Regions from separate parts of the Anas platyrhynchos genome. Here region 1 is linked to region 2. Evidence: chromatin contacts called from public Hi-C data. All regions are on one chromosome and are shown on one strand. The core of a region is the stretch at or near the end of the contact, and the rest is flanking DNA. Distances in the headings are between cores, read along the strand shown.

What was found. A called contact is a pair of places that touch in the nucleus more often than the background predicts.
Region 1: a Hi-C map of skeletal muscle shows a contact between it and region 2, with 2.6 times the contacts expected there. The contact joins the enhancer-like site here to the promoter of KSR2 in region 2. A contact is called at or near these places in 2 of 8 Hi-C or Micro-C datasets (skeletal muscle and subcutaneous adipose tissue).

Annotation. Positions count from the first base shown.
Region 1 is chr16:5,783,265-5,788,477 of IASCAAS_PekinDuck_T2T, forward strand. FBXW8 (F-box and WD repeat domain containing 8) reads right to left here. Exons shown (of 12, transcript XM_027469921.3): 9 at 3,402-3,575; 10 at 1,345-1,461; 11 at 473-617; 12 at 1-254. The coding sequence ends at 473. Among named protein-coding and RNA genes, the nearest start is that of TESC, 12 kb to the left of the region's middle. Within about 2 kb of position 2,662, at least 4 of the 8 cell types and tissues checked have an H3K27ac peak or open chromatin away from gene starts, as enhancers often do.
Region 2 is chr16:5,623,393-5,628,540 of IASCAAS_PekinDuck_T2T, forward strand. KSR2 (kinase suppressor of ras 2) reads left to right here and starts at 1,977. Exons shown (of 20, transcript XM_072024187.1): 1 at 1,977-2,259. The coding sequence starts at 2,080.

The sequences.
Region 1 (5,213 bases), core at 1,412-3,911, 160 kb after region 2:
GTAGGGCTCAGCAAGATGCCTGTCCTTTCCCCTCGGGACGGGCAGGCATCTGCAGGCTAGGAACTCCTCGATGCGCTCCCAGCCTGCCACCATCTCAGCAGTCTGCCACTCTGGGTTCTTGCTTCCTGACCAGCCCACGTTCCCTGCCAAGCTCGGATCAGCGGCATTTTTCCCCGCAAGCAGTGGGAATGAACGTCTGTTTGCACCGAAGCGTGCTGCTCCCCTTCATTTGTCGGTCTCTGTTCCAAGCAGACCTTTGAACAGCACAGCAACATGTTTTAGTGGTATGCTTGAGGGCAGTCATACTCTGCTCTGGTTCACAACCCCAGCTTTTTGGGTAAAACTCAGCCCTTTTGATGCGCCTGCAGCTCCTGCAATCTTTTTGGCATTCGTCCCTCGTGAACCTCCTTTTTGCCTACAGCCACGGACTTGGCAGAGAGCTGGACCACTGAAGCCAAGTAAAGTGAGTTACCTAAATGTTATCGTAGGGAACTGCGAGGCCAATGTTGTAGTTGTAGCCAGTCACTTCGTCGTAGGAGGAGCGGCAAATAGGAAGGACACTTTCTACAGCCAGCTGGTCCACTGAGAACTCGTAGGCATAGATGATTCCTCGATGCCTGTGCAAAACACAACCAGGGCAGCACGCTAGCTTAATCATATATTTTAGCAGGGCAAATTAGATTAGATTAGATTAGAGTTAGAAATTGCCAGAAAAGACCAAAATTCAGTGCTTCGGAAGATGAATATAAAAACCCATCCCCTCTGCACTGGGGCTATCTGTGCAGATTCGACATGAGAAAACTCCCACCTGCCTCCTTCCATGGACCCCACCAAGCCCTGGCAACAAACAGGGCTGAATTTAGCAACGCAGAGACATAACTGTCATCTGCTGAAACATTTCTAATCTATTCAGGAAGGGGGAAGGAAGTACATTGTAGTTTGATAGTTCAATTAGACATGCTAACATCCATCTGAGATGCAAATATCAAAACCTGGAGTTTAAATACCAGCAGCTTTCCTTCAGGAGGAGACATCATTACTAATATTAGTCAAGCAAGGGAAGAGCTGTATTCCCTGTCTGGCTTCAGTGGCCTTTAGATTCACCTGCTGAAATATGAAATGCATTTTTTTGGTGTGTGTTCAGAAGTAAACAGCCAATTCATCAGCTGTTCTGAAAGTCTTCTCTCTCTCTTTCTCTCTCTCTCTTTTTTTTTTAAACATGCCATGCCTCTCTGTTACTGCTCTGGATGATGAGTCAGGTGCTTATTGTGCCATTTTTAAACATCTAATAGAGCTGATCTTCGCAGTGCCAAAACTCCTACCCTTCAGAGCTGCCTTACTCACTTGCGGTGCGCAGTAAGGTCATCATCCATGATGCTGCTGCCTCGGGGAGTCTTCTCATCGGGGATGTTTGCAGTGATGAGGCTATGGGAATTAAACCAGATATAGCGGACTGGATGTCTGAAAAATAAACCACAGCACTGAGTGAGATGCCACTTGCATTAGACTCTTAAAATCCAAGCGCGGTAAAGGGTTTGCTCCGGATTAAACAAGAATTCATCTCCTTCAGTGCCCCCTCTATGGTCAGAAGCTGGGAAGCTGCACCTTTGGCTCCTCTCCTTCTGTCTGAAGTAGATAAACACAGCTTTTATCACCATCTAGTGGACTATTACCAGAATACAGGCCAGAAAATATTTCAGACACTTGGCAGCACACAAGCCCTGCCGGATCCGGGCTGCCTGCTTGCCTCTCTGCTGTAAGGACCGCATCTGAGGGATGAGCAGGATGCTTCCCAAAGCCAGCTGCTCAGCCAGGACCTCGCAACCCCCTCCCAAGCACTGAGCGAGGGATGATTTAGAAATCCACTCTGTGGAACAGGCTACAAGGGCTGGTGTTTCCCCCTCAATGGTGAATAAACCGACCCTGAACCAGTGTTTGCTGTTCAAGCAGGGGTAACTCATCAGGTTAAGGGCGCTCATCTCCACGGCCCTAACCTTTCTCCTGTCCTCTCCCCTGCTTCTGCCCTCGCTTTCCATTCATGACACTGGCTCTTGGCAGGGATAACAACTCGCACACCTCTTTGGTCTACGAAGGCCTTTTTGATTGAAGTGCTCCTTTCCAAGTCCTATATAGATTAAACAGTATTTTAAACATTTAACCTAATGGTTTCACTTTGAGTACATTTTCCCCTCCACACCAAAGCTCAGCAGATCTGCCCTGCTTGCCCTCCTTCTTGGCATGCTCATTAGTGCTGCTCCAGGAGATAATCAATGCAATATTGTCCTTAATGCATCGGCTGCATCACATTGGGCTTTGTAATTCACGGGGTCAAAAGAGAAGGAGATACCTGCTATTAATCAATGACAACTCCAACATGAACTTCTCTGACTGTAAATACCTCATCTGCCTCCTCTGTGGGGAAGAGGCATTAAAAGAAAAAAAAATCAGGATGTATCTGTTCATTTTATTAAGAACAGGGCATCACTCAGTGGCTAAATCCTTGAGGTCTTCATTCAGACAAAGCAGACTCACTGGGAATTTTACCTTGATCAGAAAATTGTGATTTGTAGCAACTAACAGTCTTCTGTCAATTCCAGGGTACTGATCTCAGCTTGTACTTTCAGCACTGAACATTTTGTGCTTTCAGTACAAACTGTTACTCCCTTATCAGCGTCCCCGAGTTTAAATCCCAATCTGGCTTCGCTCGTCACTGCTAAGGGAATGCACAAAGGAGGTGAACAGAAGCTCAGGTACTGTACCAGGGTGCAGAGGACAGAGACAGACACAACCAGTTACACTGAAGCCAACAGCCAGAAGTCCAGCATTTTAAATCCAAGTATAAAGTAAATACTGGTTGACACTGATAAAGTAAAATACTTGTTGAAGATAGGGCAGAGAGAAGCTGAGGTCTAAAGGTTCCAGGGGGGTGGATGGGTCAGAGAAGGAGCAGGGGAAAAGCAGCAGCAGCAAGTCCTTGGAAGTAACACAGAAAAGGCAGGGGAGATTTTGGGGGGAAATCAGTCCTCTGGTGGAAGTTTTTTTCTTTGGGGGTTAGAACTAGATGATCTTTCAGGTCCCTTCCAGCCCAAGCCACTCTATGACTCCACAAAGATGCCAGCTGAGCTCTATGGAAAATCTAGGGGTGAAAAAGCTTTCATTCTCCATTCCCTAGCTGAAGCACTCTTTAACTATGAAGTAAAAAGCCTCTGAAAGCTCATGGTGCACAGAAACACACACATGAATCCAGGCTGGTTCTCAAATCACAGGAAAACAAACAGAACAGAAAGCTTTAGATGTGGGCATGTTGTTATTTTGGTCCTGGATCATCCCATTCCCACATTCCTCCTGGCTGCCAGACCTGACAAAAGCCCTTGCGTAAGATCCCATGTAGACAAAGTTACCTGGCATGCGTTTCCCAGAGCTTGGTGCCCATCCGCTGATCCCACACACACACCATGCCCTCTTCTCCTCCGCTGACAATCTTCCAGTCATCCATCTGTACCGCAGACACCCCTAACCGGTGGGCGTAGAGGGAGCACAGCGATTCGCTTTTGCGGAGGTCATACACCCTGACCCTAAATGAAAGCAGATTAAGGACAGAGATAAAAGTGACTGTGGATATGCAGCCGCAGATATTAAGTATATTTTCAACCAAACCGAACCACCAGCAATTCACCCAGCCTTTTGCAGATAAAAGATCACAGGAATCACTTGAAATACAGAGTAGGAGATGAGGTCCTGGCTGAGGTCCTTCCACAGCACCAGCTCACTCAGTAGCGGCTTGACACTTCTTTGTGCCACTGTATTTTCACTCGGCCAGCTATTATCAAAGATTTTTTAATGCAGACTTCTCCCAACCTTCAGGCTCTTGTTGTCTTCTTTGTAAGCCATAAGCGAAAGAAACAATAAGTGAAATTTGGAGAAAGCTCCCCTAAATCTGTTCCCCTCAAACCGTTAGCAATGCTGTGAGGCATAAAGGATCGCGTATTTGGCATAGCGCTAACATACCCTACCCCTCTGTACCCAACCCATGTCTGCTAAGGCCTAGAGATAATAATATTACAAATATCAAGGAAAGGACAAGCTATTATTATGAAGATCGAGGAAGTGAAAACATGCAGCAAATCATGAGACAAATCAAGGTTTCTACACTTGAGTTAATCACCAATACTGAAACAGAGCTATCCACAAGTACCCAGCAGACAGTATCTCTTCCGGAAAAGGTTTCAAAAACACTCCTAGTGAATTTGGGCACCTTTTAGGTACATCTGACTTTCAAAAGTTATTGAATGAAGAGTTTGAAGAGAGACTTATTGAAGATAAGACTATGTTTAATGAAGCAGAATGTTAGAAAAAGAGCTTACGATTTCAACCAGTGCACCAAGTCCACAAGAATAAAGCTAAAGGTGTTAAGTTTTAAATCCAGTTCATGTCACAAAGAGTATGTTTTCTGATCCTTATGTATCAAGACTAAGAGATAAAGCAAAGTGCATGAGAGAATAAAAAAAATGCAGTGAGTGAAAACAGAAGTAAAGGGGAAATACTGATCTCAGCTGAAAAGAAGCCAGAGAAAGTTCCTCCCAGCTGAGGGCTATCAAGAATGAAACCATCAGGTACACATTAATTCAAAAAAAGGCCAAAACACACTTGTTCCAATACATTAACTGTATTTTGTTCAATACCCCCGCTATGATCCTAATGGTGTTGCAAGTCTTTCCCTTTCCTTTCTCAAATGGAGATTGCATCATATGATTTTACAAATAACACATTTCGGCAACTGAAATAAAAGGCCGCGGAACAGTCCAAAACTCCAACAGAGCAACATCCATCTGACACGCAGAAAAACATGCTGGAACAGAGCGAGGAGCACGCTTTGTGTGGCTCTGCACTCACCCTTAGGAAAACCCCCTCACAACAGTTGCTGATGGCAAAAAGGACTTCTTGCTTTCTCCAAATCCAGCAGAGAAAGGCTTTGGCTACACATTAGAGCTGTGCTTTGGGTAAGGACGGAGCGGTTTGGAAGCGTTCACACTCAGCGCTCTCCCTGTCTTCCTGCATGTGTTCTGTGTGACAATCAAAGCTTCTTCTGTTTGGTAAGCACAGTTGGAAACAAAGATCTGATTGTGTCCTGGTTATTTCATTAGCAAGGACCCAGGTTTCAGGCAGGTGTCCATTCTGGCACACCCCTGGAAGAATTACAGGCACACTTGAGT
Region 2 (5,148 bases), core at 727-3,226:
GGCACCCATCTCCTTGGGCTTTTGGGGGTGCGCATCCCCTGCGCCCCCCCGCTGCTGCACCTGCTGCTCCTGCCCGCAGCGATGCACGGTGCTGCTGGCCTGGGGGTCTCTGAAACGGACCCCCCCCGCTGTGCCAGGGCCCACACTGCAGCAATATCTCCCCCCTTGTTGCAGCAGGACCCCACCATTGCAGCAGGACCCCCCCCATTGTATTAGGGCCCCCAGTATGGGAGGAGCTCCCAGTGCACCTGTGCCCCCATTGCACCATAGCCGCCAATTGCACTGTGCCCCCCCCTTTAGACCGTGCCCCCCCCTTTTCATTACAGCCCACCTTTAGACCATGCCCCCCCCCATTGCACCATGACCCCCTCCTTTAGAATATGCCCCCCTCCCTTTGCAACACGGCCCCCTCTTGCCCCACGGCCCCCCCCATGGCACTGCAGCCCCCGTTGCACCGTGCCCCCTGCATCACACCATGCCCCCCCCCTTTTGCAGAATCCTATAAACATTAAGGTTGGAAAAGCCCTCCAAGAAGGGTCCGCCCACCCCCCTACCACCAATATCACCCACTGGTGGTCCCCTCCTTGCACCATAGCCCCCCGTTGTACCTTGCCCCCCCCACTGCATTGTGCTCTCCCAGTGTCCTGTGCCCCCCCCATTGCCCCGTGCCCCACTATTGAACCAAGACCCCATTGCACCATGCCCTCCCCTTTGCACCATTGCTCCCCATTGCTCCCCATTGCTCCCCATTGCCCTGTGCCCCCCCAATGCCCCCCCAATTGCCCTGTGCCCCCCATTACTCCATCCTCCAAATGCACCATGCCCCCCCATTCCACCACAACCCCCCTTGGCCCCCCATTACCCCATGCCCCCCCATTGCACCATAACCCCCTGTAGCCCCCCAGTGCCCCATACCCCCCACAGCCCCGTGCTCCCCATTGCCCCATGCCCCCCCTTTACACCACAGCCCCCCCTTGCTCTCCCATTACCCCATGCCCCCCCTCTTGCACCATAGCCCCCCATTGCCTCTCCCACTGCCCCCCCATTTCCCCATACCCCATTTCCCCATGCTCCCCATTGCACCATTTCCCCCCATTGCCCCCCCATTTCCCCATGCCCCCCATTCCATCACAGCCCCCATTTCCCCCCCATTTTCCCCCATTGCCCCCCCATTTCCCCATGACCCCCATTGCACCATTAGCCCCCCATTGCCCCCCATTTCCCTGTGCCCCCCATTCCATCACAGCCCCCATTTCCCCCCATTGCCCCACATTGCCCCCCCATTACCCCGTGCCCCCCAGTGCACCACAGCCCCCATTCCCCCCCATTGCCCCACATTGCCCCCCATTTCCCCGTGCCCCCCAGTGCACCACAGCCCCCATTTCCCCCCCATTGCCCCCCATTGCCCCCCATTTCCCCATGCCCCCCCATTGCATCACAGCCCCCATTCCCCCCCATTGCCCCCCATTGCCCCCCCATTTCCCCGTGCCCCCCATTACACCACAGCCCCCATTCCCCCCCCATTCCCCCCCCATATCCCCCCACTCCCCCAACCGCGCCCCCTCCCCAATTTCCCCGCAGCTCCGCGGTGCCGGTGCGGTGCGCGCGTCTCCGCGCGCGTCCGTGCGCGGGGGCGCGCGTGTGCGGAGAGGGGGTGCGGGGAGGGGGGGGGTGCCGGGGGGGGGTCGCGCGCGGAGCGGCGCGCAGCGAGCGCGGCCCCGCGGTGTCGGGAGCGCGCCGCCCCCGCCCCCGCCCCGCCGCGCCCGGGGGGAGGCGGCCGCGGCGGCGCGCTGAGGGCTCGGTGGGCGCCGCGGGGCCGCGCTCGGGGCTCGGGGGGGGGGGGGCGCCGCGGGGCCGCGCTCAGGGCTTCGGGGTTTGGGTTGGGGGGGGTGGGGGGGGGAGTGCGCGCCGCGGAGCCGCGATGCTGCGGGCGGCGGAGCGGGGCTGAGCTGCGGGGCGGGGGGGGGTGGGGGGCGGGGAAGGGAGGGGGCCGGGGGACGGGGAGGGGGGGGGGGGCCGAGCATCGGCGGAGGGGTGGGGTGGGGTCGGGGGGGGGGTGGGTGGGGGGCGCGGCGAGCGATGGATGAGGAAAACATGACGAGGAGCGAGGAGCAGCAGCAGCTGAGTTTGCAGAAGGCGCTGCAGCAGTGCGAGCTCGTCCAGAACATGATCGACATCAGCATCTCCAACCTGGAGGGGCTCCGCACCAAGTGCGCCGCCTCCAACGACCTCACGCAGAAGGAGATCCGCACCCTGGAGGTAGGGGCCCGGCGAGCATCCCCCCCCCCACACCCCTGCAGCACCGGCACCGAGCCCCCGGTCCTTCCCCTGCTCTGTTTTTCCTCCCCGTTCTCTCTCCCCCCCCCTTTCCCCGCACCACCCCCGGGCATCGCAGCGGGGCTCCCCCGCGGCGCTGCGCTGCGGTGCGGAGCGGGGTGCGGAGCCTTTTTTTTGGGTGCGGAGCCTTTTTTTTTTTTGGTGCGGAGCGGCCGAGTGAGGCTGCGCGCTCTGCAGGTGGCCCGAGGTGGGACCGGTGGGAGCCGAGCGCTGCTCGCCGGGAGCGGCCCCCGGCCTCCGCATCCCCCCTCCCCGCATCCCCCAGCCCCCTCCGAGCTCCTTCCAGCAGCCCCCGGCCTGGCCGCAGCGCCCCGCAGCCTCCCGGCCCGCATCCCCCCGGCCTGGCCTCGGCCCCCCCCCGGATCCTCTTTTTTCCCCCAAAACCGCCTCCATCCCGGCGAGCAGCAGCCCCCTGCCCACCTGCAGCCTGCCCCCGTGTCCTGCCTGGCTGCGGGAGGCCAGCATCCTCACCAGTATCCCCCCCAGTATCCCCCATCCCCACCAGCATCCTCTCCAGCATCCTCCATCCTCACCAGCATCCTCGCCCCCGGCTCCTCTGCCGCAGCCTCCGGCCTCCCCCGGAGGCACCCAGGGGGAAATCCTGCACGGCTCCGGCGGCCCCCTGGGCCAGAGGGGTCCCAGAATTTGCAGCAGGGGGACCCCATCCCTCTCTGCGGTGAGAGGGGTTTGAAAGGGGTTTCTGAAGGCTGGAAGCATCCCGGCTCCCTGTACCCCACACACAGGCCTTGGGGCCGGATCCTGCGCAGCCCCAAGGCCTCCCCCTGTGCAGGTGCAGCCCCTGGGAGCAGAGGAGGGGATTTATTTACTCCAGCTGCTGATTTTCAGAGCTGGGGAAGCAGGGAGGCTGCGGCCGGGGGGATTTCGCTTGTTTTTTTTTTTTGGCTGTTGCTTTCCATCCTGGTGCAGAACCGAAATATCGCGGCTCTGAGGGCGCAGGGCCAGGCACCGCGGTGGCTGGGGCTGCGGTGCCACCTCCTCCTGTGGGGTGCTGCAGCTTCTTGGGGTGCTCTGCAGCAGGGGGATCCCCCCCATGTGCCTCCCTAGTGGGCTCCGTGTCCCATGTATGCGCTGTGGGGTGGGATGCACTGCGCTCCCGGACCTTTCCAAGCCAGGCAGTGTCCCCAGCTGCCTCCTGGGGACAGCAAGCAGCAGTTTTGGGGTGTGCAGGAGGATTTGGATGATGCAGGACAGCGGGATTTCATCCTGTGTGGTCGCACCCACGTGGTCCTGCTCGGAGGCCCAGTGAGCGCCCCGTGTTCCTCCTGCTCCACGTGTGGGTTGGCACCGCTCACGAGTTCCCACCTGCTTCTTGCGGACTGGACCGATGAAGATGATGGAGATGAAGAGCGTGGCGAAACCATCCCCTGCAGGGATGCTGTGTCCCCACCTCCTGTGTGTGGACGACACAGGTTTGGAGGTGGCCGGGGGAAAACCCTGGGAGCTGCCCCCTAAATTCTGGGCACTGACAGGGAGGTGTCTGCCCAGCATCAGCCCGCACCGAGGGACAGGAGCCCCAGGAACCCCAGCACCTCGTTCCCTTCAGCGCCTTGTCCTGGGCTCGGCTCTTCTACCCCTTGCACAGAAATCAGGCAATTTCCAGGAGGGCAGCGACAACGGATGGATCCGGGGCCGGGTTCCCAGTTTGGGCACGTTGGCGTGGGTCCGGCCCAGCTCTGGGGACCCCAGGGACCCCGGCCACGTTGTCCTGGGTTTCCACCAGCGTAAGCAGGAGCCGAGCGTGGCCCTGAGCCGTCGCCACCACCGCGTCCCAAGGACGTGACGCAGGTGCGGAGGCACCGCTCGGCGCTGCTTCCCTTCCAACCCAGCTGCAACAACGCAGGGGCAAAGCCACCGCCGTATTTTTTGCCAAATCCTGTTTTTGGAGCATTCAGAGCGGTGCTTCTGCTCGTTTATTTTAAATAATTTTGGGGTACATGCGAGTGCCCATCTTCCCTGCGCCGCGGTTGTGCGGGGAGCTGGTAACTCCCCGGGATGCAGCGTCCCTCCTGGATGGGTACCGGTGCCCGTGGCCTGGGCTCGGTGACAGCGCTCGGTGCCAGGAGGTTTTTAGGTCCTGCCTGCACCTTGGGACAGGCTCCAGCCAAAACCAAGGCAGTGGCTGCAACCAAAATGCTGCCCAACGCCGCACTGCGCACACCTGGGTCCGAGCAGCATCGGAGCAGGGAGCGCTGGCTGGGAGTGAGCGGCTCTGTTCCCCTTCCCGAGCTTGGCACTCTGGCTTTGCACCCTTATATTTGGGTTTTGGGGTGCTGCAGGGCCGTGGCGTGAGCTGGAGCTCGTGGGATCTGACTGAAAGGGTCCGGCCCTGGTGCTGATGGATGCAAATCGTTGTGTTTGGGTTTAACGCCCCGCCGCGGTGTTTGAGTGGGGGAGAGCATCGTCCCCATGGAGAGGGGATGCTGTGGGGTGGGCGAAGCTTGGGCATTCAATGATTTGGGCCAAGAGCAAAGGAGAGAGGGCAAAAACAAACCAGGGGAGAGGAAGAACGAGTGTTTGGCTTCACAGGGAAGTTTTGCTCAAGTGACCACAAAGTGGCCGGGTGCTGGGGGCAGAAATCCTGCCGGTGCTCGGAGCATTTGAAGCCCGATGTGTCCCATCTCGGAGCAGATGCCAAGACCCCTTTTGCCATTAATTAAACCCCGGTGCACCGAGCTGGAGCAGGGCTCAGCTCCATGCACTGCTTGGGGGTTTGTTGGTGGGAACTCGGGGCAGCTCGGGTTTATTTGTGGGAGAGCCCCAGGGAGCGTTGAGCAGTGCTGGAAATAAATG